Linked DNA regions of Ostrinia nubilalis: region 1 is linked to region 2. Evidence: chromatin contacts called from public Hi-C data. All regions are on one chromosome and are shown on one strand. The core of a region is the stretch at or near the end of the contact, and the rest is flanking DNA. Distances in the headings are between cores, read along the strand shown.

What was found. A called contact is a pair of places that touch in the nucleus more often than the background predicts.
Region 1: a contact with region 2 is called in a Hi-C map of whole body, with 5 times the contacts expected there. The contact joins the promoter of LOC135071749 here to the promoter of LOC135071774 in region 2. A contact is called at or near these places in 3 of 5 Hi-C or Micro-C datasets (whole body and whole larva).

The regions. Positions count from the first base shown.
Region 1 is chr5:7,419,075-7,424,300 of ilOstNubi1.1, forward strand. It overlaps LOC135071749, which reads left to right and starts at 2,369. Exons shown (of 2, transcript XM_063965539.1): 1 at 2,369-2,446; 2 at 2,716-4,369. The coding sequence starts at 2,444. The coding sequence ends at 4,368. All of the region lies in intron 1 of LOC135071750 (glycolipid transfer protein), which reads left to right.
Region 2 is chr5:7,267,146-7,272,948 of ilOstNubi1.1, forward strand. It overlaps LOC135071774 (serine/threonine-protein kinase fused), which reads left to right and starts at 4,332. Exons shown (of 12, transcript XR_010257321.1): 1 at 4,332-4,586; 2 at 4,660-4,919; 3 at 5,221-5,389; 4 at 5,571-5,726.

The DNA of each region.
Region 1 (5,226 bases), core at 1,119-3,618, 150 kb after region 2:
CTGACGACACGTCTATCGTAGAGTACCTACCTACTGTTTTATTTGAAACTAATAAAAATAAATGTGTTTTTACATTACACAGCTGAACCGATTAGATGCCTAATTGTCTGATCATAAAATTTCACTGACCATAGAACCTTTTCACGAAAATATCCTAACCGAAATAATGAACTAAGCTTTGTAATTAGCCTTGTTAACGATAGGAGGATGTTGTTTACCTAATTGGTCACTTCAGCCCTAATACCTCCTTATTAGGGCTTTAATCAAGCTTTAATTAAGTCGGAATCTCAGGGCTCTACTTTATTTCCGTGTGTTGGAGGTGATTTGAGAATAGGATAGAATATTAAGCGGATATCTGGGAAACTAAGGTAGTAATCGAGGCGAAGTAATGAGATTTTGGCAATGTCTGTTACTCCCAGGATAGAGTCCTGAAAATTAGGTAGAGCTGTAGCCTTTGTTAGAGCTGGAAAATAGATAGGTGGATGTAGAGCGAGACAGTAAAATTTTCAGCGATATATTCTGCGCCTAATGAAAAATATAGATGGTGTAATCTGTGTGGTATAGTTTGCCCTAGCGAATAGAAAAAGCCCAAGCAATCTTAAAGCTGACGAAAAAGGGATGAAAGCAAAGCGTCGTTTCACAAATTAGGGATCTGAAAGTTGATATTTATGGTTGTGGTTATTAATGTTTCATAATAGTTCAGAATTTACGACCCCGTTTTTTAATGCGAGACGCCCATTAAAGACTTTTTGGAAACGAGAATCCAGGAATCTTCGCGGACAACGCCATAGCATTATGCTAGTATTACGAAATGTCCGTAACTCCATTTTTTTCAGTGAGATTTGAACCCGTAACCCCTAGGATTGCAGACGAAAACGTATACTTACCTACTATTAGCTATTTACTGGACCAGAAGCCTATTCAGTATTTTTTATTTTAAACCATTTAAAATGAAATTAAGTAATTAGATATTATATAAGGTAAAAAACAAATCGATTCGCTTTTTCTGACAAAATAACGCCACCAACAAGTTAATTTAATAATTTTAATGGATCTAATGAATACAAATTGGCCGGCTTATGATTTACACGCTGAAATCTACATCCTGAATAAAAGAAATCGCAGGAATGATTTGAGCACGCAGAACATTTAATTTTAACAATAAAATTTAATTCTTGTTTACCTAAAAATTATTGTTATATATTTTGTGTTAATTAGTTAAGCGAACACCAATCTGCAGACCAAAACTTCTCATCGCTAGCAGTTTTTGTTTGTTTCTATTTAGAAAGGAGTCAAAAGTATTATTTTTATAATTAACATTAAATATACTTATTGCTTACGTAGTTTCAGCCAACACTTCATACTTTCAATTCTCCGCTTAGCTTCCTGAAAAAAAGTTATCACAGATCTTAGAAAATTATGTGGTCCCAGCATCCATTACACGACATTATTTTTGGGATTTTTAATAAATAATACGTTCTACTCACTTTTCTAATACCTACATAAATTGATAACGGCTAATAACGAGCACCTATGTAATATTATCGCCTAAAAATGATAATGCTGCAAATTCGCCTTGTGAAGAAAGATTGCTATAAAATAGTGGCAAGGAGTAAAAAGTTGATAAAAATAATAATAATATTATGATTATTATCACTGCACCCTAATAGAGAAGTTCTGAAGAAGAGAACTAAGCAAGAAGATTATTGTTGTCAAATTAATTAATCAATCTTAATATAATCTATAAGATAAATAAACTTAACTTATTATGTAATTCACGATGACACACGATACACACCCAGTATGCTGCGCTGTGCTTAATTCACGTAATTGTGGGTAAAATTAAAGTAATTTACTTAAAATTACTTTTAATTCAAATGGAGATAATATGTCTCAAATATTATATTCTAAAAGGATCCCTCTACCTATCATATTAGACTCTAGAACTGCAGTTTATGTTTAAGTGTAGCCTTAGTACCATCCTTAAATTACCTGAAACTTTACGAGAATGTGGTCTATTGATAAGATTCAAAATTAAATAACTCTCGTGAACATTCTTAAGCATTCGCCATTTTTTTACTAGGTAGAGATCTAGTTTATAAAACTCCGTCATATTCTGTAAACAATAAGCTGTCAAAACAAACAGCTAACAATAACATAACAATGACGCATACACTGTTAGTGCTGCATTGTTCAAATTTCCCTCTTGCCGATGGAGACAGCCAGTCGCGTACCTGTCTGGCGGGCGCAATCGTTACCGCGTCGGTCTGCATCGACAGGCATGCGCAGTGCGCACCACCGTGCGAGCATTCGACCAAGTGGGAAGTGAGGAGGAACGGCGCTGCACGCTGTAAATGGTCGCCTCCGAGCCGCTCCGCCGCGCCGCCCCGCACCCGCAGTCCTCCCGCCGCGCCGGCTTCGCACGCTCCTCGCTAACCGCATCATGGTGAGTCATACCTCAGTGCGAAACTATTCATTTACGGCGACCTTTATACGATAGACACGGGCAAAAATAAAACACGACACCAGACCTGCCATAAAATCAACGAACGTGCTACAACGCACCTATCCGGCTTCGACGCGAATTGCAATAAATAAATCTAATTATGTGAATATTGAACTTAAAGAAATCGAGGAGTCTCACGTATATAAACACTGAAGGTCAATAAAACGTTTCGCCTAGAATCATTTAACAAAATCTAACACGCGTTTCAGGTAATGGACAACCGGATGAACGAAGAAACTGACAATGAACACAACTCCTCGATATTCGTGACCAATTTTCAAAATGGAGAAATAGTTAATTACTCCCTTGTTTTGATTAAAGGATTCATAACAAGAGGCAACACAACAAACCAGGACCAATTGACATGCACATTAAAAAATGAAAAAACACAAACAAAATCACAGTGGTCAGTTTATAATGGCGAATTTAAGGTCATCACTGAATTAACCAGAGGAAACAACACGATTGAACTAGAATATGCAGAACAAAAGAAATCAATTTTATTGGAGTATGAGCCTCGTAAAACGAATCTCAGAGTTACACCAGTTTACATAATTTGTCAAGGCCATGACGGATGCTTCCAAAGTCCTCAAGATGTTGATTGCTCTGTAGAAAGTGCTTGCTCTCGTATAGTCCTCGGATCAAAATTAATCCAATGCTTAACAGCTGAAAAACTTTTTGAAAGTGGAGTTGGGAGAAAAACTTTCCAACTTGAACATGAAGTAAATTCCAAAAAGCCTGAGTGTGTCATATTCCGCAGCAGCTTAAATGTAAATAAAGCAAGAAAAATGAAGCAAGCAGAACTATGGACTCACTTCGGAAGAGAACTAATGCTCTCTGATTTAGGGAGTAATGAAAGGAAGTTTCTGGGATTTATATCATGTACGAGATTTAAAGGGACCGACATTGAAAAACCAATGACTCACGATGAAATCGTTTCACTAACGGAAGCTTACGCTGCACTTGGAGGCGGAGGTCTAGCTCTGTTTGGTACTGCTTGTTTATACACATGGCCCACAACAGTGGATGATATCATCCCAAGATTCATGGACACAACACCAGTAAACAACCGAAGATTTATGGACGACAGCGGATACAGAGGAACCCTTGGAGGCTGTTTTGCTACAACATTGGGCTCAGTTTTCCATGAATTAGGCCACACCTTTGATTTAGGACATACTAAAGATGGTATCATGGGAAGAGGATTTGATAATATTGACCGTGTCTTTACTGTTGGAGAAAGAAGGTCATCGCTGATAAAAGATAATATGAATAATTATAGCGGTAAACCCGTACAACATTCCACAGTTTCACTACAGCGAAACATTAGTGTGACCATGAACGTGGCGGAACCACTACGCTTGTTGGGGCCAAGAAGTAAAACCACGTTAGGGAACTTTGCTTCAATGTCAAAATCTGACATCGTACGAAGAAGTCCAAATGTTACACCAATAACTAGACCATCGAGTGTATATTCAAGCATTACAAATAAACTCACAGACTCCAAGAGAAACATCAACCGAGTAAACGGAAATGATTCAATTTACTGGACCAGAAATTGTGCAGTGCTATTATCATATCACCGATGGTTCAACAATGAATATGGGAGAGAAAGACAAGCAATAACGAGATATCTGAAATTTGACAAAAACAAAATGCTGATTATCTCAACGGCTGGCATAAGAATAGTTGAAGTAAGAGATGAATCGAATGGAATGGTGTTGGATTCGTATGAATTCACTAACCTATTGCCAGAAAAAAGATTTTTGGTCCCGTTTACCTTTTCTCCTAAGAGCAAAGTCTTGACCATTGTCGTAGAAGACGATTTGGGCAATGTATTGAAGCAAACATTTTCTTATTGATTTCATTCCAAGCTAAGAATAGAATAGATTAATGTATTGACAATAAAGTGAAAATGTAATTGGGAAGTATTAATTTATGAGAAGGACATGTATATAAGTAATTTACGTGATAACAAAAACATGTAATTTTAACTTTGCCTATGTTATTATATATATTATGATTCTCAGTAACTAAACACGATAGCTTGTGATTTTGAACGTGTACATTTTAAATTTTAAATTGTGGAAACATCGCTCTGTGTAATGGCAACTGGAAATTTGACAATTAATAACTGACATGACATTACTGACATGCCGTGTTGTTGTTTGTTTACACTTAAAATTTTCAGGAAACTGGTGGGCTTATTTTATCAGCTTAATTTTATCATTTGAATGTAAATACTCATTTGCAATGACTTAGTTATCTATAGGTAATCAGTGTAGAAAATTTGGCGTGCAGATGATAAATGGTTTTGAGTAGAGATGAAACGGATATCCGGCAACTATCCGGTAGGCCGGATATCCGGCCTAAATTTACTATCCGGCCGGATACCGGATAGTAACTCACTATCCGGCCGGATACCGGATATTAAAAAACTACAACAATTTCCTATTAATGAAATGAAATACTTTAATATTAGAGGTAAACATCAATAAAATGGCTTATAATAATGACAGCTTTTATTAAAGTCCAAAAAGTTATAAAAAGCCATAATATTAAGGCCTTTAAAAAAAACTAATTTCTTTTTCTGGGCTATTCACTCTAATGACGAATACATAAATAGTAAATATACACGGTGGCCAAAACAGTGAGGTCTAAAAGAAAAATTTAGATTCCTTACATCAAGGTGTATCTAAATCACCCCCATGACCTGTATA
Region 2 (5,803 bases), core at 3,082-5,581:
ACTACACCTGCCGCAGATTTCTTTGTAAACAATGTATTTTTGTTTTTCCTTCAGGTGCTAAAATCACCAGGCTATTGTGTGCGCATACTCTGGAGTATTCCACATACAACTGGTCGTCGGAGAAGCATAGATTTCCATTAAGTCTACTCCGCTAAAATTCGTGAGGGCGCCAACACTTGCTTTTGTATCGAAAATTAGTATGAGCAGCTGCGCACGCGGTTGCCCGTTGCAGGCTCTATGCAACCACACTATTTTAAACCGTGGTCCCTAAGCATGAGATGGGAAACTGCACTCTCTTGAATTTGATGGTGTTAGGGGAATCCTAGGAATGAACTTTCCAATGGAATCTCCTCATCAATATTGCGAAATTGCGAGTTGCAATGCAATGTTACGTTTTCACTTGTTATTTTATTGTAATCTGACCTTGATTTTTCAAACACGTGTCAAAATAAAAAAAAATTAAATCAAAAGTACTAAGGAATATTTCATTGATATCAACTTAGAAACAAGCACAGATCACAGAAACTAAAGAGAAATGTGACAAGGGACAAATTGGAACATATTGCTTGTGAAAGCAATGATGACAGTAGCGACGTCATTATGTAAACAGTATATTGCTTGCATAGTACTAAAGATTATTCGAACGTTGAATACTGATACCGCAGTGGATAATGAGCACATAATTTGATTTCTTTGTGTGTGAATTTCTAATACGACACTGAGTTTCGAACTCAGCGCATTACTTAGCATCTCTCTATATTTCTATGGAACCAAGTTATCTCCAAAATAACATTCCACACCTTTTTAACCTAGTCAGGTAATAATTTTAATAAAATACGAAGCACGTCATCTATCAATAGGATATATGTATATTTTAGAAGTTACTAAATTATGCATAAAATATAAACACTTTAGAAGTTTAGTCAAATCGTAGAATTTCTGAAAAACAAGTACTAAAATCGTACTGAAAAAAAAAGTGTTAATAATATGTTATCTAATTTATTTATTAAACGTCGAATTTTATCAAAGATTTTGGACTAAAGTTTTTAAAAATATTTTATAGCCTACATAGAAAAAAATTACGATTCTAAATCGTGAAAGAATTTTTTTCGGAGCCTATTGCCTCCAATCAAACAAACAAACAATTAAATCTTTCCTCTTTCATTAGTATAGATTTAACAACAAAGCTTCCCTCTCGAAACAAAACGCTTCTTTTCCTTCTTCACGAAACAAAACTCAAAGCGGATAAATAAATAAACAAATCTTTGGACAATTTCACAGCGCCATCTAGTCCAAAAGTAGGCAACCAATATGATTGTGTTAAGGGTGCTAGCATAATGGATATACTTTTTTATAATTTATTTATTAAATTAAATACATGGTACCTACATTTATTTATTTATTTATTTTATAGAAACCAACAGCGATACATTGAAAAATTATACATTGTTACACCCAGATCCGTCAAAAAAATTAAAATTCATCATTTCAATTTCTGCTCGGCCGGCCGACTCGAAACAGCCTCTCGGCATAGTATCAAATGTATTTGGTCGCCGTACAAATCACCGCTTCACGACACGAACGCACGTAAACGTCACGGCGGGAAAAATGACACAGGTCCTGCCTTGACGGGCGCTCGCGCCATACTAATCGATGTCGGCTTGCGCATTGTAATTTATACTGATATTCACATCAATATTTTGACAAAGTGGTTACTAATATTTAAACAATAACTGTAGAAATCAATTCTACAATGAATATTCTTTATTTTGGGATACTTTTATTGCAGTTATTGCTGTGTTTTTAAACCAAAAACCACGATCAAAATGTGACGTTAATCTTCAAATTTGCCAAATTATTTTTAGATTTTACTCAATAATGGTAATGAAATTCAAGAATCTATTTCATTAATGGACTACAAGAATATATGTCCGATGATTACTATATATTTTTAAGCTTATTATATGAGCATAAATAATAGATACAGGACTTTGAAAATGAGTCTGCGGCAATTTTTCCGTAAAATGGTTGTGGGAGATGGGGCACTGTGAATTAAGCAAAAGAGTTTTAGTAAATCCGTTTCATTAATGGTCAACACCAAGGATTGACCTATCTTTCGCAGTTATTAAATAATCTCTGGGTGTTGCTTAAGGTAGTAATTCATGCTTCCAAAATCTTAGAAATTCGCCCGAAAATGTAAAATGGCTCTTAACGGTGATCAATAACGAATTCCGTGGTGGATCACAAAAACTCTACCATTTAGAAATAAATCAACAATAAACTATTGTAATTTTCAGATAGCAATATTCTGTACATCATAATGATTGAATCGGTTTCAAATGAAAGTAAATAATTTGCAAAATCATTATTATGAATATAGTATTTCTTGTAGGTGTACCTACCAACGGTACGTGATTCAATGTCACTTTCCTCGACAAAACAAATGCTACGTGGGTGGGCATAGCAAGAGAAATTTGAAGGTCTAACTCTATTCTCTAGCCAAATATTTTTCTAATTAAGATCATGGCATCGCTACGAAGATCCGTTATTGCCGAAAGGTTAATTTATTTCATTTGTTTTCCAACAGCCAGTGAAACTTTACTGACGATTTAGCTTACTAAAAGCTATCTGGCTAAAAAATGAGCAAGTTACTTAAATCCCTAACGTACACAACGCCCACGTTCTGTCTCGTTTGTTTACAGTATTGTGCACGGCTGCGGAATAATATGTTTCAAAGTGAAATAACGCGCCCGCCGAAACTGCGGCCCAGTTGGTCTGTGTTTTATTGTGTGTAAGCGAGATATCGTACAGTTGGTTGCCGAGTAATCGAGTATAAATAGCGAATAGACAACAAAGAATCAACAATCTCGGATGCCGCTGTCGAATTTCGAGATTAATCTTTCCCTGAGTGTTGAAAACATTGCGGCGAGCGATCTAGAATAGATTTTACATGCATGCCTATTGTTGTTATAGCTCTGCCCGTACTCAAATCTTAATTTACCGACGAAATTTCTAGTTACATTCGCGCATTTAAATATTTGAGTTGCTAGTTAGTACCTACCTACTTAGTTGATTAGTCTATAAAGTAGCTGTGTGCATTTCGTAGTAAAACTTATCCAGTATCTTCCTAATAATACTTACGTATTCCTTCCATAACTAAAGAAATCAGCTTATTCAAGGTACCTAGGCCCTTTGGTTAACTGTGTCCAGTGAATAAGTTAAAAAGAAAGCAAATTAAGTAAATACCCAAAATTACCTTACGCCTTTAGTAAGTTAATTAAGTAAATACTCAAAATTACCGTAACCTTTGAAAACTTTGTAACGTTATTAATTTAGCAGTTCAAATAAAAAAGCGCGCGATGTAGGTTACGAGATGTTTGCAGTTCGCAGCACAGTATAAATCAGGCAAAACGGTCTATCTCTAAGACCTAGGTAATTAGTAGGTAATTAGGTAATTATTTATAATACGAGTAGGTATTTTGAATTTTCCCAGTCACCTGGGTAAAATCTACTTAAGATCAGAATCTATTCAATTCAATATGGTACCTACTTCACTTATTTGCTCAGAGGAATTGATTTCCTTTGCATAATCTGGATTTTACCTTATAAAAGGAGCACTTGAAATGAAAGTAAGTATTGTTGTTTTAAGTTTAGCCTTGGCAGGGGTGGCCAACTTGATTAGACATAAGATCTACTGTTTACTAACGAAACCCTGGGTGATCTAACACTTACATACTTCTTGAAATCTTATATGAAACAGCATAGTTTAGTACAAAATCATCATTTTTTGCCTTGCCACGATCGACTGGACTAATAGTCGCGATCGACCGGTTGGCCACCCCTGATCTATGGGTTCGGCCAATCCAACGCGTGCAGCCTTCGTGTGCGATGGCGATCCTACTGATTTCTACAGATCGCCATTTCCATCGCGCATATAGGCTGCTGCATGCGTTGGTTTGGCCCTCAGATGATGATCTTCTGAGGTTTGGCCGAACCCATATTTAGGTAGTCAATCTATCTTTCAATCAAATCTTTTGCCTACTGAGTTTAGCATTGTTTGGTTGCTTATAATAAAGAAAGGCGCTCTTATTTTTAAGAGTTATTATAATATGATTAAAGTGTGAGTTGTGAGACTTATGAGTAAATTATTGTTTTTAGTCTTTGAAAATAATAAAAATGAAAACAAAACAAAGGAAATTAAAACAGTGAAGAGAAGGTATGGACTAGATCACTTTGCCGGCCCAAAGTGGGGGTTAATTAAAAAAAAAGATGACGGTGACAGCTTATGTCACTTTGACGTTTGACGATAAAAAAAAACAAATCTTGTTGCATGTTGCACGGCTTTGTTTGTTGTTGTGTTTTTATTTCTATTCGCCGTGTTTTTGAGATAATTAAATTAATAATGTAATATTTGTATCTAAGTAGTGCATTTGAAAGCGCCAATATCTCGGTTCACTGAATATATTTCCTGTAAAATGGAGAGCTACGATGTTATATCTTTCGTTGGTGAAGGATCGTTCGGTCGAGTTTTTAAAGCAAAACATAAAGAAACTGACGATGTTGTGGCATTAAAAGTTATAAGAAAGGTTCGTAGAGATCACGAATGATGGTCTAACTATTACCATGGCTTTTGTCTGACATAGTATTGCAATTTTACAGAAAGGCCGCTCTTCTAAGGATTTGAAGAATTTGAGGCAAGAATGTGACATTCAGAGGCAGCTTAAACACCCCAATATAATTCGTATGATATACAGCTTTGACACGGAGTCAGAGTTGGTAGTGGTTACTGAGTATGCTGAAAAGGAGCTACATAGCATATTGGCTAAAGAAGGTTGTCTTAATGAAGAGCAAGTGAAGAAAATCACATGGGACTTGGTGTCTGCATTGTATTATTTGCACTCTCATAGAGTTTTGCACAGGTATGTGTACATAATGTGTAAACTAATCACATGCAGTAGGGGTTTGAGGCATTTTGAAGCATTGTATTGAAGGTCATGCCCATATTCGGTCCTAGCAGATAGCATAATATACATTACAATTAATCTACAATATAAGTGTATCAATAAGTAATAATAATAACTTTTGGTACTTATTGTCACCTTGAATTTGATGATTTACCTATGATAATCCTCCATTTGGTACAGTTATCTGTTATTTTTTGCTGGAATACAAATTTTAGCTGTCTTTGCAATATTCATATTGTTTTTGTTTTGATTTCAGGGACCTAAAACCTCAAAATGTGCTATTAGATAGTACAGGTCGGGCGAAGCTGTGTGACTTTGGATTAGCAAGACTAATGACCAACACTACACATATTTTAACATCCATCAAAGGTACTCCTCTATACATGGCACCTGAATTAATTGAAGAGAAGCCTTATGACCACCAGGTAAAGCAAGCATGAAACAGTGAAGACATGGCAACATAATAATATTTTTGTTATAAATATTTTTTCAGTAAGATAGGCCTAATGAAATATTGATTTAAATGGATGCGGCCAGATTCTACACATGAAACAACTTGTAGCCATCCTAATTACTATTTTAATTATAATTATTTTCTTATTTCAGGCAGACCTATGGTCTCTAGGATGTATAGTATACGAACTGATGGCAGGCCAACCCCCATTCTGTACTATGTCCATACTGCAGCTAGTGCATATGATAAAACATAAACCGGTACAATGGCCAAGTTTTATCAGCATGAAAGCTCGGTCCTTTTTACAGGTAATTCAAGTTTTAATACATTCTTACGAATTTACATTAAAGAAATAGCTAGCAGTGCAGTGGAATTTGCTAATTTC